2 separate regions of the Mus musculus genome follow, and region 1 is linked to region 2. A link is a contact called in public promoter capture Hi-C data. All regions are on one chromosome and are shown on one strand. Each heading gives the region's core, a stretch centred on a gene start, on an enhancer-like site or on the middle of the called end of the contact. The rest is flanking DNA. Distances are from core to core; before and after follow the strand shown.

Region 1 (2,955 bases), core at 335-2,834, 540 kb before region 2:
TTCACACTCCACAAAGACAAAGCTCTCCTATGAGACCCAAGCTGTCTCTGTAGCTCTCGTCTACTGTGGTGCAGAACGGCTCAGGACCGACACCAGATGTCCTGAATAGAACCAAGTGGAGAGAAACACATTACTCACATACTGTTGAAGAGCTCACGGTACGTTTCATCACCTTTGCCCTCCGACATCAGGCTGTCCAATTTGTCAATTAGCTTGGCCTCCACCTGAAATACACCCAAATATCACTCTCCTTCCTCCCACTTCCCATGCAAGATTTTTAGGCAAATTGGTATGTATTTCTTTATGCCAGGGGAAAGCCGTGATACACTTTGTCAAAGTGACATTGTCAGCCATGGTTAATAGCAAGCCTCCCTTTGGAATTCTAGGGGACTAATTTAGATGCAGTCAACATGACTTCATACTCCTGGCTAGCTAGCTTCTTCTGCTGCCAAGGACAGCATCTATCTATCTGGGATCCCAACATAAATGCTAGCAGCCCAATTTAAATGTTTCGGTTCTTCTTTTAGGGACTATAAAAACTGGCAAGTCCCATTTCTTTTTCTTTTTTTTTTTTTACATCACTATATCTGAGAACATCAGCAAACTAGCATGCCCAAATACATTAATTTAAATCTTAAATGTGCTTTTTATCTGTTTTCTTTCCTAAAACAGTTTGAGGTTGCACTAAATCTTTGCTGAAGTTGAGAATCCATCCTAGCCATGTACAGATGGTAGAGCCACAGAAATAGTCTAAGTCAGCAGTAAGCGGCAGGAGAGTGAAAGGACATATTTCCTGAAAACTGTAGTCAAAACATTTATATTTTCAAGGACATAAATTCTTTATAACTTGAATATCAGAAAGGGAAAAATTTCCCTTTATCTAAACGAGGCAAGAGAAAATGACAACCTTTAGCCAGTGTTAAAGCAATTTGGGCTTGAGACGAATATTCAACTTTGTCAAAGGACTGAGCCCAGTTATTTCTTTAAAGCAAATGTCAATCAGGAGATAAAGATAAGAGGGAAGGAAAGTGGGACCCCCTACCAAGCACAGTGTGTTCATAGCTTTTCACTCAGCCATTAGCTTTCTTAAAAATAAATGTATATACGAATAACAAGAGAAATGCCCACACTCTTGGCAATAGGAAAGGTCTATGCATGCAATCAAATTGCTTATACAGATGACAAGCACTTTTCTGAGGTTTGAAGAAGGCCTCATGTGGAGAAGTATGGAGGTGGGCCACATCCTGTGGGTAAGCAAGTTTGAGAAGTCAATATGTGAGAGCATGTTTTTCCTACTTCCCCCAACAGACTTGGACCAGCAAAAGTGGCTGATTCTTTACAGATCTGATTTTGCAATCAGGATGTCTGTCTTCCTCAAACTGGAGCACCACTATTAGAACCGAAGTCAGCAAGAAACGATAGATTCATCCCCTTGGAATTTCCTTTGTGAGATTTTCCACTGCTTTCTCCTTCAAATTAATTTTCATTGCTCCAAGCTAAGAGCAATAAAACACACTGTGAATCAAATGCTCAGAGCTAAGCCATTCAGCAAACACAATGTGCAGACCACTGAGAACTCAATGGCTGAAAGAGTCATTAACCTTCCAGTTCCTCTGAGTCCCGGCCAGCTGGGAGCAAACAACCCTCTCTGTACATTCTTAAATACAGATCTGGAATGTCAAAGAATTTTGTTTTTGGTGAAAGGAATAAGATGGGATTCCAGGGTTTCCCTGGAGGCTCAGGGCAACAAAAAGCCAGAGGCATGTATCCAAGGCTATGTGGTACAGGGAGAACGGGTTCACCTGGTTCTGGGGCCATTGAACCAGTGTTCATTTCTCCACAGAGAGATGAATGGAGAAATTGTGAAGACGCCAGACAGGGAAGTGACACCCCCTGTCAGTCCTGATGAGCAATACTGCCTACCTGTTTAAAGTTGCCACTCCTTCTTTGCTCCCAGTCCATCATATCGTGAAAAATAGGAATCATGACATTCCGGAGATCTGGCTGGGGTATCAAGGTTACTTCCAGAAAGGGCCCAATCAGGGCAGGGATGAAATGAAGTTTGTGTTCTCCTAAATTAAGCAAAATGTTCGCGTTTCAGTATATTAGGTTTTAATAAGACTTCAAAAAGATTACTATTAAAAAATTTAGTTAAAACTAGTATCATAAAATACTGAACTACAGTTATCGCCCCAGATAAGAAAAGAACCCATAGCATACAATTAAAATGGCAGAAATAGAAATATTTTAGTAGTGTACATGCTTGTAAAAAAATGGATGCAGTTAATATAAAAGAAACTGGAGAGATGGTTCTGTAGTTCACATCACCCAGAAGCCACATGGTGGCTCATAAGCTCCTGCATCAGCAGTCCCCAAATATCTGATGTCTTCTGGCCTTTGTGGCATCAGGTGTACACTAGGTACATAGAAATACAAGTACACAATACTCCTACTCACAGAATATATGGAAAAAAATACTAAGCTAGAGGATATCCCTAAGGAAACCACAGCTGTTATCTCTGGGTGGTAAAACTGCAAATTCTTTTATGTAAGAAAAACTGGCTTCTGTTTGTATTTTAAAGAAAAATAAATACATAACACACAGCCTAAACAAAAGTCTAAATGCAACCCCCTCAAACTTATTTCTGAAAGGATTAAAACATAACAGTATTGAACCCAACTGGTGTATAAGCAAATGCTAAGAGGTATGATAGCCAGGATTCAGGACAAAGGAGGGCAGGCAGCAGCAGGGACACAGGTGACAGTAAGAAAACTACATGCCCTGAAGGATACATTCTTTCTCAATATCAGGGCTAAAAGCCTATGATGCCAAAGTTCCAATCTAGGAACCCTAGGACAAGCTCGGGGGTTGAGCTGAGGGTAGCTGGCTTCATGGAAGACAGCATTTCCTCTTTAGATACAATCATGCAAACATTTTCTGATTTATTCTATTGC
Region 2 (3,176 bases), core at 626-3,125:
TTAATTAGGTGAGCCAAGGGGTCTTTTGATTGCTCGACTTCAATACTTTGATAGCTGGATCTTGGTAGTCAGCCTTAGGAGGAAGAAAGTGGCCAACTAAGGGAATGGACCTTGGTGGTTAGCTTGAAGAATGCAATCTAATGATTTTTAGCAAGGCAGAGGGAATGGGGGAGAAGGGCAAGGCCCGCCGGAGCCATGCTTGCCACCCTGGAGCTGGCCAGAGTCCCTTCAGTTGTACTTTCTTCCTTTCGTGGCTAAAACTCTTCCAAGTTTTCCTTGGCTGTGTTGACACATAAGTAGAGGCACCATCATACGCTAGAGGCAGGCGTGTCTGGGAGTTTAGGCAACTCTGACTTCCCTAAAGCTAGTCGCTTGTCCCTTCTTCCTCTTGTTTTCACTGCTGTTTGAAATCAGTGCTGGCCACAGATGGCAAGGCAGCAGAGGTGGCATGAGGAGGATACCAGGGCCACTCTCCAAGTCCCGTATAATAGTGGGACTCCTTCCATTACACCAGCTCAGCAAGTATCCCAAGGGCCTCATTTCCAAAAGCAATTTGCATATATTCCAGAAACAACTTGCAGATTAAAAGCAAAAATGACAATGCAATTCTTGTGGATCCTCTTACTTTTCTGGCAAACATTCTCAGCAGCCTGCATTTATTTATTTATTTATTTATTTATTTATTTATTTGCCTTCCTTTCTTCCATCTACCTATATACTTGGGTACACCCCAGGTCTAAGTTCTCTGCTTTTTGTCCCTCTGTGTTTGGTCACAGAGGATGGCTTATGTGTGACTGGCTCAGTCATTCATTTGTTTGTTTATTCATTCAAAATGATGTGGTGAGGACCTATATTCTGCTAAGTTCTGGGGATACAAAAATGAACGAGATGTGGCTTGCAGGTGCATGGGTGAAATAGGAGAGGGGAAAGCGGCCATAGGCAAGGGCTTTTAACGTGGTATATTGAGTGCCCCAATGGAGTACTGTGTGTGTGGTTACAGAGGAAGTCCTGGCTTGAGCGTAGAGAGGTGGGTGTTAGAGAAGGCCTCTACAGTATGTGTGGGTCTGGGGTCATTCAGAGATTCCCCAGTCTGAGTGAGCATTAATAAATATCGACAAAGAAGAGCCTTTTATTCAGATATTGGTGCCAGGTCTATACCTGGACTTGGGATTCGCCAATGCTGGGCCCATCCACCTCCATCAGGGGTTTATAAAGGCAGAGAATACAAAGTTACAAGCTTTTGTTTAGAAAACAGAAACAGCAATAAACAAACAAACAAACAAAACTAAACCTCATTAAAACTTAACATTTAGAGGTCTAATTTTGCTTCATAGCTTCCTTAAGCATAGAGATTTTAAAATTTTAAACATAAAGTTACCCATCAGCATACCCGAAAAGGCAGTATTATAAAGAGGGCTGTGGAAAAGGAGGATTTTAGTGGTCTAAGTCAGAAAGCAGAAACTTAGATGTGAGAACTTTCAAAGAATTAACAAAGGTTTCTGGGCACTTTGCAAAGGCTAAAGCCAGATCCTGAAAACTACAGGTTTAAGGCAAGATCACAGAAGGCCCTAGGAAGTGTCTGTCATAGAGTCAGACCCGCAGAGGGAGTATTCTGAGCCATGGGATGAAGAATATAATTCTAAAAAGTCTGGGAGAGTGGAAAAGGCACCAATTTGGAGGGTTTTAGAAGTGGAGTGATCACCAGGTCTCAGGTCCTAACGGTAAGGATGAAGAAAGGAAATGAGTTTGAGAGATGCTTAGGAAATAAAAAGACCTAATGGCTAAAGAGAAAAAATGGAGATCAATCAAGGCCTACCACCATTCTGCGGAAGAACAAGCCGTTCAGCCTTGTGTTACAAAAGCTGGAGCATTCCCGGGCTCTGGCCCAGGGCCAGCCTGTGAGCGCAACAGCCTTGGAGGTTTTGTTCTTACTGCGGTGTGTCTAATCTCTGCTGTCTAATCAACTGGCTTTGACATCAAGGAGACACACCTCTAGGTGAGTCAGATCTCGCCAAGATCAACTGATTTACCTGATGAGGGAGGGAAGTCTCATCCTGAAAGCAGGCAGCACCGCCTGTAAGCTGAGTGGGCGCCTGACAGTTACTAAACAAGAACCATGTACCAAGTGACCTCAGCGCCCAGCCTACTCTGTGAGTCTTGACTACTAACATAATGTGTCGTTTTCTCACCCCTCACTCCCCACCCCCACCCCGATCTGGCTTCCTTCTTAACTCAGGAGAAAACTCCTCCTTCCTTTGGTTGCTTTTGTCCAGCGTGTTGTCAACAGTAATGAGAAAAGTCACAGTGACTGACCCATGAGGTGGTTCTCTGAGACCGTTGAGACTTAGCTGAGCCTCCTGCATGATCCTTTTCAAAGGCTCTGGAGAAGTGGCCCTGAAATTTTTGTCTTCTAAAAATCTATATTTTTTTTCTCTCTGAAAGTGGTCCCAACCCTGTTTCAGTTGGTCTTAACTGCAGACACAAAACCTGAATCCACTCCTGCCAAACCCACTCCCAGCTCTTCCACTATCAGCACCTGACCCCCAGACAGCTGCAGTTCCGTCAGCTCTCTTGATTGCTGGTCATTTTCTCTGGACCCTCCAGCCATCGATCAGCAGTGACTGCTCTCGCTAGTCTCCTTCCCACAGAATCCATCTGACACTGGGCAAACATCACCCTTAACCGTGGCATGTGACCACACTTCAGAATTCTGTTTATTGATGCTGAATCAAAGGCATCTTACATTTTAGAATATAAGCCTTTGGATATTCATTATTCAGGAGTCCCAATATCTGGAATAGAGCCTGTTGTCATCTGCAGTCATAGGGCTGGTCTGACCCATTCCCTCATCATTGTTGTTAGCGACATCGTTACCTGATAAATTACTTCTGAGGGTTCTTCTCTTATCTGAGCAGCTGCTCCGTCATGTACGAGAAATCTAATTTCACTTTCTAAGCTTTTTCTCCTCATAAGACCCCATCTGCTTCGATAGATTCTCATTCAGACACACTAAGACGGTTCTCGTCGTATCAATTTATTATCTCGGTAATCTCAATAAACGTCTCACTCTCACAGTGCTCTTATTTAGGGCTGAGGCATCGCTCTGTTCAGCCTTGTGTTACAAAAGCTGGAGGCCTCTTCCGCTGTGTGTTGATAGTCCTTCAGTTTTATATCGA

Evidence for each region. Capture Hi-C pulls out chosen DNA fragments and counts their contacts.
Region 1: a contact with region 2 is called in a promoter capture Hi-C map of adipose tissue. The contact joins two enhancer-like sites. A contact is called at or near these places in 8 of 39 promoter capture datasets (the C10 cell line, cranial neural crest, frontonasal cranial neural crest and 5 more), 2 of 15 datasets of contacts at CTCF or cohesin (the NIH/3T3 cell line and large pre-B cells), 3 of 484 Hi-C or Micro-C datasets (bone marrow-derived macrophages, conventional dendritic cells and nephron progenitors), 7 of 115 datasets of contacts at active chromatin or transcription factors (embryonic basal ganglia, embryonic fibroblasts, embryonic stem cells and 3 more) and 3 of 9 other capture datasets (adipose tissue, bone marrow-derived macrophages and liver).

Annotation. Positions count from the first base shown.
Region 1 is chr12:40,787,345-40,790,299 of GRCm38.p6, reverse strand. Dock4 (dedicator of cytokinesis 4) reads right to left here. Exons shown (of 53, transcript NM_172803.2): 31 at 1,924-2,072; 32 at 139-224. Among named protein-coding and RNA genes, the nearest start is that of Immp2l, 240 kb to the left of the region's middle. Within about 2 kb of position 1,584, at least 66 of the 459 cell types and tissues checked have an H3K27ac peak or open chromatin away from gene starts, as enhancers often do. A contact at or near this core is called in adipose tissue and neural stem cells, where this site is marked.
Region 2 is chr12:40,242,865-40,246,040 of GRCm38.p6, reverse strand. All of the region lies in intron 2 of Gm40403 (a long non-coding RNA gene), which reads left to right. Among named protein-coding and RNA genes, the nearest start is that of Gm40403, 3.7 kb to the left of the region's middle. Within about 2 kb of position 1,875, at least 55 of the 459 cell types and tissues checked have an H3K27ac peak or open chromatin away from gene starts, as enhancers often do. A contact at or near this core is called in adipose tissue and neural stem cells, where this site is marked.